Regions from separate parts of the Sus scrofa genome. Here region 2 is linked to region 1. The links are chromatin contacts, called in public Hi-C maps. All regions are on one chromosome and are shown on one strand. Each heading gives the region's core, a stretch centred on a gene start, on an enhancer-like site or on the middle of the called end of the contact. The rest is flanking DNA. Distances are from core to core; before and after follow the strand shown.

Region 1 (6,976 bases), core at 2,811-5,310:
TGTGAGCTCTCTTTCACCCTGTCATGTACTGAGCACCAAGTGGCAAGTGGACACCAAGCTGGGTAAATATCTCTTCTTTCCAGATGAAGAAACCAAGGCACAGGAAGGCTTGGCCCGTTGCCTGAAGTTCTCCCAGCCAGGAGGCCACAGGGCTGGATTTTAAACCTTGGCCTTCTCGTTCAAAGCCATTGCCTCTGGCCACTGCCCAGCATGCCAAGCTGCCCATTGGCCATCCCCGGGAGTTGCTCACAGCAGCCGGCTCACGGGCAGCCTGGGTCCCCACGGGCCAGGGTCAGCCAAGAAGTGACACACAAGAGCAGGGAGGCTGCAGGGAGGGTGTGGCCGGATTCACAGGTTGAAACTGTTCCTCCGGGCTTCCGGACTTCGTGCCTTCCCCCGCAGCCCCTTCCCCGGCCACCTCCCTTCCTGGCCTGGTGCTGGGGGGTGACCAATGGGTGGGGTGGCATCCGGGCTGCCGGGTGCTGGGTCTCGAGCTGTGAAGAGGGTGTCTGCGCAGACTGATGGCCTGTCCGTTGGCTGTCAGCACATCCTCAGATTCTTTGTATAGAGCAGGGACTGGGCTGGGGGTGGGGGCTAGGGCACTGCAGAAGACGAGGGGGGAGGGTGGTGAGTGTTGGGGGAGTGGGACATCTCTGTGGCTGCTTCTGTGGCTGCCCGTTTCCTGTCCTGGGCCTCTGTTTCCCCATCAATGCAGTGGGTCTGACTGGCTCTGACATGCTAACATCGATGGAAAACCGAGCTGATTAGAACATTTGGACCTGAAATTCTGGAGGCCTTGGGGGTCTCCCTGTGGAGGAATAAGCAGGGGCTGAGTCTCAGAACTGTCTGAGGGAGGCACCCAGAGGCTGGGCAGGCAAACCCCCAAATTCCATGGGGCCTGTCAGTAGGGCAAAAGCTGCCCTCTCCCGGGCCTGGCCCACTGTGCAGAGGAAGTGGAGCTGATGGAGGGGTGGCTGGGGAGGAGGTGGTGTGTGTGGGGGGACACAGAAGTTGTCATCTGTCCTGAAAGAAACTGCCCCTAAACCAGGTTTGGGCCACCCACATAGATGATGCTGCCAGGCCACCTTGGCCCCAAAGGGCCCACATTCACAATCAGACAGACAGACAGACAGACACACACACACACACAGTCACACACCCCTATCCAGAGAGCCTTCCCCTCAACCACACAGCCACACTCAGTGCCTGTCACCTCTCCACCACTGGTGACAGCTTTATGGTCTCACAGGGAGCCAAGGAATCTCTTTCTCTCTCTCTCTCTCTCTCTCTCTCTCACACACACACACACACACACACACAATCATAGCCCATCCCACTCATGTAAGTGTATCTGCAGATGGACCTGTACACTCACACTCACACACATACACACACATAACCACAAAGGCGCAAAGCCCTTGGTACAGTCACACACTGACATGCAGAATCCGAGGTGCCCTGGGGCCCACAAACCCAGCTGCCAGCAAGCATTCAAGTTCCTACAGGCACCCAGGCCCCTTTGTGGGTGAGCCCAGGGCGGTGCCCTGCTCTTTGGAGAACCACTTTGAATCCTCACAGACACACACAGTGTCACAGGAGCCTACTCTGGGTAGGGCCTGGGACATGAGGAGCCATTTGTGGGCCCCAGAATCCCTCTTTAAAAAAAGGAGCTCAAGGGCCCGTCCCCGCAGCCTCCCCATCCTCCAGCACCAGCCTCAGCATCCAGAGCGCTAGGCCTCTCTCTGCTGACGCCCGGCCCCCCTTATGCAGTATAGGGCTAGCGCTTCCCACAGGGGAGCAAACAGAGGCCAGGAGCAGGAGCGGGACAGCCCAAGGTCAGATCCAGGAGGTGTCAGAGGCTGATTCGAACCGGGGGCCCGTGGGCTCCCTAAATCCAGGCACTCCCCCGCCGCCCACCCTCCAATCTGCCGGGCTAGGGACTCTGCAGCCAGGCTCGGTGCCCTCCAACCCCAGTACCCGAGGGCCTCCGGGCACAAAGCCACGTGGCGCGGCTCGAGGGGGCGCGCGTGGGAGCGCTCGCGCGCGGGGGACCGCGCCTCCGGCCAAGATGTTCCCTCTCGGCGTGATTGACAGGCTCGAGTGCCGAGAAACAAAATTGTTTATGCGCTAATGAATAAGGCTCTGATTGCAAGATCCTGTTTGGAAAATTATAGTGCGGCGGCGGCGGCGGCGGCCACGGCGGCCCAATTACAGCCCGCGCTGCATATTCATTTCGTGTCTCCTTTGCATCGAGATGAACGGGCGGCCCCGCGCCCTGCAAAGGCAGCGCCAAATTTAGTCCCAGGTTCCGCACTCCTCCGCGCCATTGTCTGCCCCGACCACCTGCCTCCTGCAGGCCTGATTGCCGGCCACGAGGAGCGAGGAGGGAGGCCTAGAAAGTTCGCCCTGCCCCCTCCTCCTTGCACCCCTCTCCTGTCCTCTCCCTGCCTTCCTGTCCCCATTTCTTGCTCTCTCCTTTTTCTCTTCCTGTCTCTATTTCTGTCCGCCTGAATCTCTGCCTCTCTTCTCTCTCCCTTCTCTGCACGTCCAACACACTTTCTTGGACTCTCTCTAGGTCTCTAACGAAGTCTAAGTCTCTAACTGTGCTTCTCTCTGGTCTAGAGCTTGAAGCACATGGACTCTTTTCAGCCCGCCACCCCTCCTGCTTCAGCTGCAGAAATTCCCAGGGTTCCTGCGTCCTTGGGGAGAATAGGGGCAGTGATGTGGGGACCTATCTGTTCTGCAGAGGCCACGGAGGTCTGAGGTGGCCTTGGCTTTGAGGGTGGGGTGGCTTGGCCAGTCCCCCAAACCAGGCTGCTTGGGAGGAAGGTTGCCCCCTTTGCTGCATTTTCTGCCACAGCCCCCCACCCCCACCCACGTGCATCACCTGTGCCCAACCTGGCTAAGCTCTGCTCTCACACTTCAGTGCCTTTGCCCATGCCAGCTGGCTCTGGGCTGACACCCCGGCTTGTTTCTAGGACCCATCCCAAGTATGGTCCTAAGAAGCCTTCCTTCTCCGCCACCCCAGGTGAGGACAGCTCCCTCCCCTGGGCACCCTCATTTCTAGGGCTGTCCTCTGTTACAGCAGTGGGTGGGGTTACTCCTCCATCCTTCTCCAGGAGCCTGATTTCTAAGGCTTGGGGCCAGGGGCTGAGGTCGGGGTGCCCTGGTGCCCAGTGCCAGGCTGACCAGACTTACACTTTCTCTGTAATATGCGGATATTACAAGGTTATCCATCTTTGTAGGTGTTGGTGGGTAGGAGTGGATGTGACGCTGGGAGGGCGTGCCTGGGGGACTCCAAGCCCACATGGGCCCCAAAGACCAGGATTGGCTCCTTCTCACTGGGGTCATTGCCCTAGTGGATGGGTACTGATGCCCAGGTGTGGCCAGTGAGTCTCATGATGAGGGTGATGGTGGCGGGAGCTTTTCAGAAGGTGAGGACTGCATAGGGTGAGGCCATGATCCTCCCTGTCCTTTCCTGGGGCCCCTGGAGTGACAAACACACGTTTCTGGGTGAGAATTGAAAGACAAAGATGTGAACAAAAATAGACAACTGCATACACCAACTGGCCGGGACAAACACCCCATCAGAGATACACAAAGTAACACACACACACTCACATTCAAACTCACACTCACACACTCGCCTTGAAAAACCTTCTGACACAAAGACAGGCTGGTCCCAGGGGCTGTGTATGGGGCAGCACCGCCCTCTGGTGGCTCTTCTGATCATCTCACTGTTTGGCCCAGAACGGCTTCTGGGAGCCACAGCTCTGAGGGGAGACACCCAGACCCAAGGAACTGAGGAAAAATCCCTTAAGTATCCCTGAGAATGGGATTTTGTTCAGTTTTTGTTTTCTGCCCCATATCCATGTAGTCCAGGAGCAGAACTTGCTAATAGGACCTGTCCAGTGATGGTTTGAAAGAGGGAGCTCCCCGTTGTGGGAGGGGTACAAGCTGGGCTGGAGACACCTGTGTGTTGGTGGCCTTATGGCTGCCTTAGTGGCAGAGTGGACAATTTTGGAAGTCATCGCCAGCTTGGGATGGTATGTCCAGCCTTATCACACCCATACCCACTCCAGACACCCTCCAGTTCGGTTATACATTAGCCATTAAACTTTGAGAACTTCTCAGCACCTGGAGGATCAGGGTGTGATTATGGGTGGTGGGAGATGAGGTCACAGGGGGCAGCAAGGCCACATCTTGGGGACCTTCAAGGCCAGTCTTAGGAGCATTGGACTTTATTGGGGTAACAGGGATCTGGGGACAGGCTCAGACAAGGAAGTGATGTGATCAGATGGGCATGTGAAGCCAGCTTATGAGAAGAAACTGGGGGTGGGAGGAGAGCCAGCTGGGAAAAGCAGCGGTGGCCTGGACCAGGTCAGGGGCAACAGTGAGGGCGTTGAGGGGGAGGGTGTGAGAAGGATGCAGATTCCAGAGCTGCTAGGAGATTGAATCAATAGGCTTTGGTGGTGGGCGGGAGTCGGACAAGATGAGATGATGGTAGAGTCACCTGGCAGGGGGTATCAGTGTTGGATGAGGGGTTAAGGGAGAAATGATGAGAATGTTTTGGGTTTGCCGAGCCTGAAAGCCCCGGGGGAACTTGCGGAAGGTATCCAGGAAGCAATTGGCGTCAGGTCTGATGATATCCCCATGAGAGTTGGAAGGTTATTGACAGGCAGTTGAAAGTAGTGAATAGATGAGGTCATCTAGGCAGGGCCCTTAGAAGCTGTAAGCACTTGGAAGACCATGGAGCTCGCCCTACCTCCCTTAGTCAAAAAGAAGGATGCTTTTTATGTAAAGAAAAGTGTGAAATGTGACACTTACACGTATTCTAAAAATTTCATCATCACCAAATGCATGCGTTCATAGAAACAGACATTTTCCTCCCTGTCTTCTGTTTTCGGTGCTGCTGGTGATGGTGCCCCGAGGCCGTCTGCCTACCTGCCTGCCTGCTAGGTGACCCAGCTCCAGGTCCAGGCAAAAGCAGGGCAGTCAGAGGCTCAGGAAACATCGACAGTCAGGAACAGAGGGGACCAAGAAGCCCCCCCCCAAACCTGGACAGTTGGGGAGCTGGAAGGAAAACCAGCGGTGTCTCTTCATTGAGGCCAAGGAGAAAGAATTGAAGAAGGAGGGTGTGGTCATTCAGAGAGGGCAAGGAGCTGACGACTGGGGACATCCCCGACGTGGCAGTGGGGCTGCCAGGTGGGCTCTGATCCAAAGGCTCACTCAGCAACCTGGAGCTGGTCACCCCTCCAGGGGTTCCTATTCAAGGGGGCCAACCTGGGCTGGAGAAACTGGGGTGCCTTTGGACCTTGAGGCTCCTCCATACTGAGAAATTGGTACGGATGGGACCCCAGGGCAGGGGTTGAGGGGAGCTGGCCTGGGAGGGAGGAAGGTAGACCTTTGCGTCTGTCTTGGACCCACTGCAGGGGAATGGCTAGGGGACTGGCTGCAGTCCCTGCTCTGACCACAAGGGGGCAGCATGAGAGTAGGTGGTGCCTTGGCCCAGCTTTCTGCATCTGATTGATTGCATTGATCTTGGGTTCCCCGGGCCTCGGTTTCTTTCCCTGCAAAGTGGGGCAGTTGGAGATTACAATCTCCTGGGACCCATCAGGGATCTCCTTCATTTCATACCCTCCCATCACCCACCTGGACCTCCGGCTTTGCTGAGACCAATGCTGTGACAGAGGTCAAGTGTGACAGCCCCCCCTCCAGATGTCAGCACATGAGTGCATCAAGTCAAAGGTACAGGCACGGAATGTGAGTGGGGACACAGTGTTGGCCTGAGCAAACCTCAAACGCGTGCAAGGTCAGCAGAGCAAATACCTGCGAGCATGGGCCTCCCTGCAGGCCGCCGTCGGTACTTAGCTGGGCCTCACGCTGCACATCAGAGGCCATGGACAGTCGGGCCTGGGCCAGCCAGGTGGCATCCACCCACCCAGCTCATCTGCCCACTAGCGCCCTCCCCCAAGCCTCAGTCTTCTGAATCTGTGGCTTCTGGAGCCAGACCTGAGGGGCTGGGGATAGGCTCAGCTTGGGGGTGGGGGTGGGGTGGGGGGTGAGCTAGAGACTCTTCAGACCAGAAGTACCCCCTTATCCCTGTTCTGATACATCACCCACCTGTGCGCAGCCTCCCATCTGTACCTATATACCTGCCTTGAGTACCTTGAGGGGCTTGAAGCCAACAGCTTGTCTGGGTCCTCCAGGACCTGCGGGTCTTTGGCGTCTGAGGCAACTCTGGACTCGCATGGCCTTGCTTATGCTGGAGTTGTGTCTCTGGGCATTTGTGCCATCTGTGGCGGGTCATGGGTATGGTCTGCCGTATGCAGTGCATGCTGGGCCTCACTGCCATGCTGTGGGCTCTGCACACACAGAACATACCATGTGTACAGACCTGGGGATGCAGGAGAACAGCCCCTTAAGTTGAAGCCACACAGGCCTAGCTCAGTGATCATGAAAGTGTGGACCTGGGTAGGTCCTGTAGGTACACTGCAACGCACCTGAGTTCAGGCAGAAACACTGACCTGCACCCGCACACAACCCCATGTCCATGGCATGTGTTACGTTTGTGCACGTGCACATGCAGCTGAGGGGCACATGGACCTTTCTCCTGGGTGTGCTCACAGGAATGTGCAGATATACTGGGGAACGTGCCTTAGCGTACGCTTCACCCCTCTAGGCTCCCAGGTGTCCAGAGTGGACCCTGGCTTGGAGCAGGTCAGAGGGTTGCCCCACCCCTCAACAGGTGGGGAAGGGCTGGGGGAGGAACTTCACGTTTTTCTTGAACCGGAAAACGTGGCAGTGGAGGGCGCCTTGGGCACCATCTGGGATGATGTGGCCTAAGGTTTTCAGATCCAGGGAGTCCTGGTACACAGAGACGATTCTGGAGGAGGGGGGCGGTATGAAGCATGACCTACACCTGGCAGCAACCAGGCCCAGTGGGAGCTGGACCTGGGCAAGTCAGGTGCCCAGG
Region 2 (6,976 bases), core at 1,688-4,187, 210 kb before region 1:
ACCAAGCACAAGTCACACATCCGTGGAGCCACCCATGAAGTTCTACACAATGCAGGGTGTCTGAAATCCAGCCAGAAGTACCCAAATGTGGGGCTTTGTCTGCCAAGAAGACAGTCACCTTTTTCTTCCCTCAAGGCACTTTCTGCTGCCAAGCTGCGGTCCGGCAAGACTACACCCACTCAGAAGGGATGGTACCTTTTCCTAAGTCATACAAAGGTACCATATTGGCCAGCAGCCACCCTGACCAATCCTCTGAGATTTCCTGGCCCTGGAACATGAAATGTGCTCCCAGGCTGCTTGCTGAATGAGGGAAGCGGACCAGACATTGTAAAGCAGAATGAGCATAAAGCCTGGCACACAACTGTGTGGCCCACTGATGTTTGACAAATGACGAAATGAATGACTAAGTGAACGCTGACGACCAGACAGACAGACATCTAAGTAATGGCACTGTGGCGTTACAGAGCTAAAAGAGGCTGGGGTTTTCAAACTCTAGAGTTCTTCAAAGCTGAAAGGAACTGCAAAGCTGTGCTGGGGACAACACAAGGCCATATGGCAAAAGCCAGGCACTCAGGGATCAGCCGTTTCCTGCCTTTCATCCTTTTATGTCTCACATTCTGAACTCCTATGCAAGCTTTTGTTTGAGGAAGAAATCTGCTGGCTCAGGAAGGGCAAGAGATTTGCCCAATGTCACACAGCAGAGGCTGGGAAGAGGAGGGCAAAGAAGAGGGGTCAGAGATGTGAGGTCAGAAATCTGTGGGGAGCTCCCAGATGAGAGGCTGAGGCCACAGGCAGGAGAGTGAGCATCAGAAACCAGAGGTTTGTACCAGAGAAGTGAGACCAGGGCGGAAGAGCCCAGGCAAGCCAGCTCAGAGCACAGATTCAAGGTCAAGTTCCAAACTCAGAGGCCAAAGGCAGGGGTGCAATTCACTGCTTTTATTTACTGAGCAACTACTATGTCCCAGGCAGAGTTCCAGCCCTGGGGTGCAGCCGTGGACCAGACGAGGTCCCTGCCCTCGCACAGCTCACATTCCGGAGGGAGGGGAGGGGCAGGAAATAAACATTATTTTAAGAAAACCTATGAACCAACCAGCCAGAGCTAATAGGAAGAAAATGAAACAAGGACAAGGAGAGACTAGCGGTAGGTGGGCTAGTTCATACAGGGTGGTCAGGGAGGGCCTCCCTGAGGAGGTGACATTTGAGCTAAGCTCTGAATGAGATGGGGCCTGCCTGTGCCCCAGCTGGGGGTGAGGGGGTGGAGTTGCTGAGTTGCTGGCCTGGAGAGCCTGCAGATCCACTCTTCCAAGTTGGGCCGGCTGGGCAGGAAGTCGGGCCCCCTGTAACCGTATCCCCAGGAAGGAGGAAGCCAGGAAGGCGCTTTCAGCAGTCGTATTCATCAAGGCAGCCTGCACTAAGCCCCAGGCAGCACCAGAGGCTCCTCAAGGCCCCTATCCACCTTCAGCTGCCTGGGGAGGAGACAGCAAGGGAGGGAGGGCGGGAGAGAGGGCAGCCTAGAGTGGGCCCTGGATTCTCTTCCAGACAGTAAATGCTTCCAGGTTCCTGGGGAGCATTCCGTGGGTCACAGCCGCATCTGATCTCAATTACCCCTGGTGTAGGGTTCCCGGGCAGGGCGGGGGCAGAGGTGGAGAGAAGGCCGTTTCTCCATAATCAGAAGCTCCTGGCCCAGAGAGTAAAGGCACCCCAGGACAGGCTCCCCAAATTTCAGCACTCAGGGAGAGGGTTCTCCCTAGAAGGAAAGGTCTGGCTGTAGGTGGAAGGCTTCTGTGTCATAACCATTTTGCTGTGTGGCCTAGTGCAAGTCCCTTAACCTCTCTGGGCCCCTGTTGGAAATGGTGAAGATTGCACTTTTCCTTCCAAGAGGCAAGAGTACAGTCCAGGCCTGGAGGGTAGAACTTAGTGCTGTGGACTGAGTGGGCTTGGCTGGAATGCAGTGGAGTGGCTAATCTTTTACTTTTTCCTGCCTTGATTAGATCTTAACCCTCCCGCAAAAACCTTCCCACCCAAAATTATGGTGCCAGAGTTGTAGGAATTAACATCTCCTAAAACAGACCAGGGACAAGCCCCTCTCCCCCTTCCCTAACCTGCTGGGGGAGACATTTCACCTCTCAGTTTACTCCTCCCACTTCCAGAGGAGATGAGAAGATCAAGAGTGTAACAAGCTGTAAAGCGCTTTGAAAGGACACACATCAGTAACCGTGTTCATTGGATCAATTTTACAAACAACAACAAAAGTTGGCTGAACAAAAATGCCATAAAAGTAGCCAAACTTGTAAGCACGGAGGGAGAGAGCCTTTACTTGTAAAAAGGCTGCTGGATACCCTGTGATTGAAGAGAGAAATCCCGAGCAAGCCTTTCTCCCCACCCCCCGGGGGCCTCAGTTTCCCCTTCCATAGCAGAGCCTGCAGCCCAAGTTCCAGCCTGAAGAGGGCCCTTTCGGGCCTTGGCCTGGGCTGCGCTTTTTGCACAAAGGGGCAACACCTGTGGGTGTTCTTGAGTAGGTGAAACATTCCCTTGCAGCCCGGATTTCACTTTGGCAATAGGGGTAGTAGTTTTTAGTGGGACAAGCAAACTGGAGGCGGAAGAGGGCGGGATTCAGGGAGCGCCCGGGGTGTTTGCGGAGGTGAGCTTCCAGACGCTAATTTTCATTTACGCGGGAGGAAACGCAGGCTCGGGAGGCGGCGAGCCAGAATTCGAACCCGGGGCTGGCGGGCCACATGGGCGGGGCGCGTTCCTCCTTCCCCGGCCTCCGGCCCGGAGCGGATGCCAGGTCAGCTGAGCGCGGGGCCCGCCGGCCGGCCGCTCGGCGGGCGCTGCTTTCTCCTTTCATGTCCGTGCGGGGCCGGGAACTCCCTGCCCGGGGCCGTGGCCCGCGAACAATGCGCCGCTTCCTGCCGCCCGGCCCGCTGCGGCCGCCGGGAAATGGGTCGGAGCCCGGTCGGCCGCGCCGGGACAGCGAGTCACGCCCCGAGGCACGGCGGGGGCCGGGCAGGGATGGAGGCGACGTGACGGCCCGACGGGCGCCCATCATTTAGGAGCGCACAGAGCAAGCGGCTCAGGTGGGTCGCGCGCCCCTGAGGGGTCTCCGCTTCATCCTGCGCTGGCCCGCATGGAGCTGCGCCTCGCGTCTCCAGCCCGCCTGGCTCTCTGCTAGGCGCCGGCATTGAGCAGAGAGCAAAACCGAGAGAAGCCCTAGGACTCCGGAAATTACGTTGCAGCGAGGGAGAAGGCAATGAACATCACATAGTACTGACTTAAATTGTGTTGTTTTTTTGTTGTTTTGTTTTTTTTTCAGAAAATAAAAAGGGGACTGGCATGGGACATTGGGTCTATTTTAAACAGGGTGGTTACAGGTAATTTTTTTTTTAACTGAGAAGGTGTCATTTGATCAAAGATGCAGAGAACATGAATCACAAATACATACATCTCAGAAGGATATGCCGTATAGCCTAAGTCTATGCCTTAGACACACACATGCACATTTACATCGTGGAGCCTATATAAGCGCTTCCCGTGTGTGGGCATATGAACCACATACAATGCATTGTATCTGTACAGTATGCATATCCACCACATGCATATCTGTATCCATACACATCACCTCTACGCACACACAAATGTGCCCTGCAGTGTGCACACGTGCGCATTTATCGCCATGCCTGGACTTAGATCATTACCCATTGACATACATTCTTCAACCCCGAGGGCAGAGCCCCATGTACAAGTAGAGGCTCATATACATCACACGCCTCAAGGAGTGTGATTTCCCTGATTTCATATGCCACTTGTTAATGTCATAATACATCAGAACAAATTTATTTACACGTCGTGTTCATTATGTAAAATGTATCACATACGCATATATCCAAGTTCATGTATGGTACACTTTACATAAATGGATGCCTCTTATACCCTCCCACAAACACACCTACCAGTCTCTCTCCCACGCAAATATACTACACACACATTGCCCACATACTGCCTTGTACCTGTTTTATACATCCTAGACACATCCATCATGTGCAAATAACAGTGATAAGAGTCACAGAATACTTACTATGTGCCAGATACAGTGCTAGGTACTTGGATTATCTTAGGACAACCTTATGAAATAGGTACTATCTGTTTAAACTGGCTGTTAAAAACTCGCACTGCAGGCAGATTGCCTAGGTCTAAATCCTGGCTTCACCATGCTCTAACCTCAGAGAGCTTCAGTTTCCCCATCTATTAAATGGGGGGGGGGGGCACAAGAAGTACTTACTTTTAGGGTTATTATGAAAAGTCAGTAGGATAATAATGCATGAAAATAATAGTACCAGACAAAGTAAAAGTTTGCTGGGTTTGTTTAATTTCTAGTATCCATTTTACAGATGAGAAAAGTCAGGCTCAGAGAGGTTAAATGCATTGCCTGAGATCAGACAATCTTTAAGTGGAGGAGGCAGGTCTAGAGCACAGGTCTGGGTGGGCCATACAGTTCAAGTTCAGGCCCTCAAAGCATTCCACCACTCCTGCCCCCATATCACACTACGGGGACAAGTGACACACACGGCAGGCACACACACCATGCAGACTCCATCTGCTCCCACTTTTAATATATGCATCACACAGCTCCCGTGGACCTATGACACAGATGTGAAGTCATTCAACATTTATGTAATCAACACCTAACCACCCAGCCAGGCACCCAGCTTAGGTGCTGGGGGTCCAGCAGTCAGCAAGGAGAATTTGACCCCTGTTCTCATGGCACTTATGGACCAGCAGACACAGCTGTGAACACACACCACACATAACCTGTGTACCCACAGCCCTGCTGTGTGCACACGCCCATCCCAGTATCCTGCGCACACAGCCCACGTGCAATAGTCGCTTGCACACCTCAGTGCTGGATCATCTGCATGTAATCCACAGACATTTACATGGACCCAGGACCAAGTCCACCTCCTGTGAATGTGCCTTTCACACGTGGCCAGTGTACACACCCTCCTTAACCCTATATGACACATCCCCAGCATGTACCTGTTCCTCTTTCTGCCCCCAACGGGCAGCTTGGGAGGCCCAGGTTAGCCCCTCTAAGTGGGTCCGGAGGAGTGGAGGTCAGAGATGCAGGGCCTGGGTCCCCATCACAGAGGAGGCAAGGTGGCCCCTGGCTTCACGGCTGGCGGCCAGGAAATTATAGTCGACACCAAACCAAAGCGGCCCCTTCTCGGGCCAGGTAATCAGGCCTTTCCCGGATTCGGGCTGACAGCTTAAATGTTCTAATTCCGCTGCCAGGGGCCCAGCTCCCCACTCCGGCCGAGGCTCAGGCCTGGTCCCTCCACCGTAATTGGACCCATGTTTTCATTACCCTGAGATTAGACAGGTCCCCTCCGGGGCCGGGGGGGACGCCTGCAGCTGCACGGCACCATCCCCCACACAAACGCATTTACCTGATTATGGAGTTTATTTTATAGCAATTGTCCAGAGTGCTGGAGGCCCCCTTCACCCCGCCTCCTGCTCTCTGGGCTCCAGAGGCCTCTACCAACCCTGGGCAGGGGGTTTCTGCCTAATGTACTAAAGCCGCCTCCCCCAGGCCCTTCAATCCTGGAGGCCCTACTGGCCCCCTGCATGGACTGGATCCCTTTTTAGAAAAATCATTTAAGGAATTTGAAGGGCGAGGGAGAGGGAAGAACATTCCAAGAATCTTCTTTTGGGGTGCATATGGGGGTGGGATCTTTTTCCAGAGAAGTGTTTCATTTATTCATTCAACAAAAACATATTTAGCTCCCGAGTTAGTGGTAAAGTCATTGACTGGTGAGGAGGTTCATTTAGTCAACACCAACTGGATGTCAGAGGAGTGTGCACATGGCCACTGCTTTCCCAGAGATCACGGCCTAGCGGAGGGGACCAGCAATTCTCCTAGCATGTGATTCATGCTTAGGTGAGGCTGGGAAACCTATAGGATGAAATCGTTAAGAAAGGTTTGCAGGGGATGTGTTTCAGGCAGAACACACAGCAAGTGCAACCACCTACAGAGAGAGAGGGCCTGGTGGTCTGAGGAACTGTAAAAAGATGATGAAACTGAAGTTCAGGGTATGCAGGGCAGGGGTCAGCTCTGAGGCTGGAGTTAGGGCTCTAGTCACGAAGGGCCTCCCTCAAAATTGCTTGCACTTTACCCTGAGGACGTGGGAGCTATGGGAGTGTTTCAAGCTGGGGAGGGGCACGTACAGCATGTGTGAGGGCTCACCCTGTGCAAGGCATGGTTCTGAACGCCTTGTGAGTAGTAACTTGTCTGATCCACATGTCAGCCCCATGAGACAAACACACCCGGCCCACAACCCCCTCTCCACAGCATTATCATCCTACAAGCTTCAGCAACCAAAAGCTTTCACACAGGTTGGGCGACCAGAACTGAGCAGATGCTATTTTCGGTCTTTATTTCACTACCCAATATGAATACTCACATGTTTTGTTGAAAAAAATATTGAGTAAATTTGATTGTAAGAAATGCCCTGGGAGTTCCTGTTGTGACTCAGTGGGTTAAAAACCCAACTAGTATCCATGAGGGTGCAGGTTCGATCCCTGGCATTGCTCAGTGGGTTAAGGATCTGGCATTGCCACAAGCTGCAGTGTAGGTTGCCAATGCAGCTCAGATCTGGTGTTGCTGTGGCTGTGGTGTAGGCTGGCAGCCGCAGCTCCAATTCGACCCCTAGCCCAGGAACTACTACATGCTGTAGGTGCAGCCCTAAAAGAAACAGACAAACAAAAAGAAATGCCTCACATCACACTAGAAGGTTATATAATTTTACAGATGAGGAAACTGTATAGAAGTTGCTTAAGTATTCAAGATCACCCAGCAAGAAAGAGGCAGGCCGTCTGGCTTCAGAGTCTGACCACTGCAGCACACCGCCCATCTTTTTTGGCTTCTGATGCTTTGAATAGGGGGTCTGGGCCCACTCCAGTGGTTGGGGGCCCTGGGGAT

Evidence for each region. Hi-C and Micro-C count contacts between places; a contact is called where the count stands out from the background.
Region 2: a Hi-C map of retroperitoneal adipose tissue shows a contact between it and region 1, with 6 times the contacts expected there. The contact joins two enhancer-like sites. A contact is called at or near these places in 2 of 5 promoter capture datasets (fetal skeletal muscle and liver), 36 of 47 Hi-C or Micro-C datasets (adipocytes, adipose tissue, alveolar macrophages and 17 more) and 2 of 2 datasets of contacts at active chromatin or transcription factors (alveolar macrophages and skeletal muscle).

The regions. Positions count from the first base shown.
Region 1 is chr1:262,221,790-262,228,765 of Sscrofa11.1, reverse strand. No RefSeq gene overlaps it. Among named protein-coding and RNA genes, the nearest start is that of TTLL11, 21 kb to the right of the region's middle. Within about 2 kb of position 4,060, at least 7 of the 83 cell types and tissues checked have an H3K27ac peak or open chromatin away from gene starts, as enhancers often do. A contact at or near this core is called in adipose tissue and retroperitoneal adipose tissue, where this site is marked.
Region 2 is chr1:262,433,827-262,440,802 of Sscrofa11.1, reverse strand. LOC106507054 (a long non-coding RNA gene) reads left to right here. Exons shown (of 4, transcript XR_002337489.1): 4 at 1-1,465. Among named protein-coding and RNA genes, the nearest start is that of PTGS1, 19 kb to the left of the region's middle. Within about 2 kb of position 2,937, at least 25 of the 83 cell types and tissues checked have an H3K27ac peak or open chromatin away from gene starts, as enhancers often do. A contact at or near this core is called in adipose tissue and retroperitoneal adipose tissue, where this site is marked.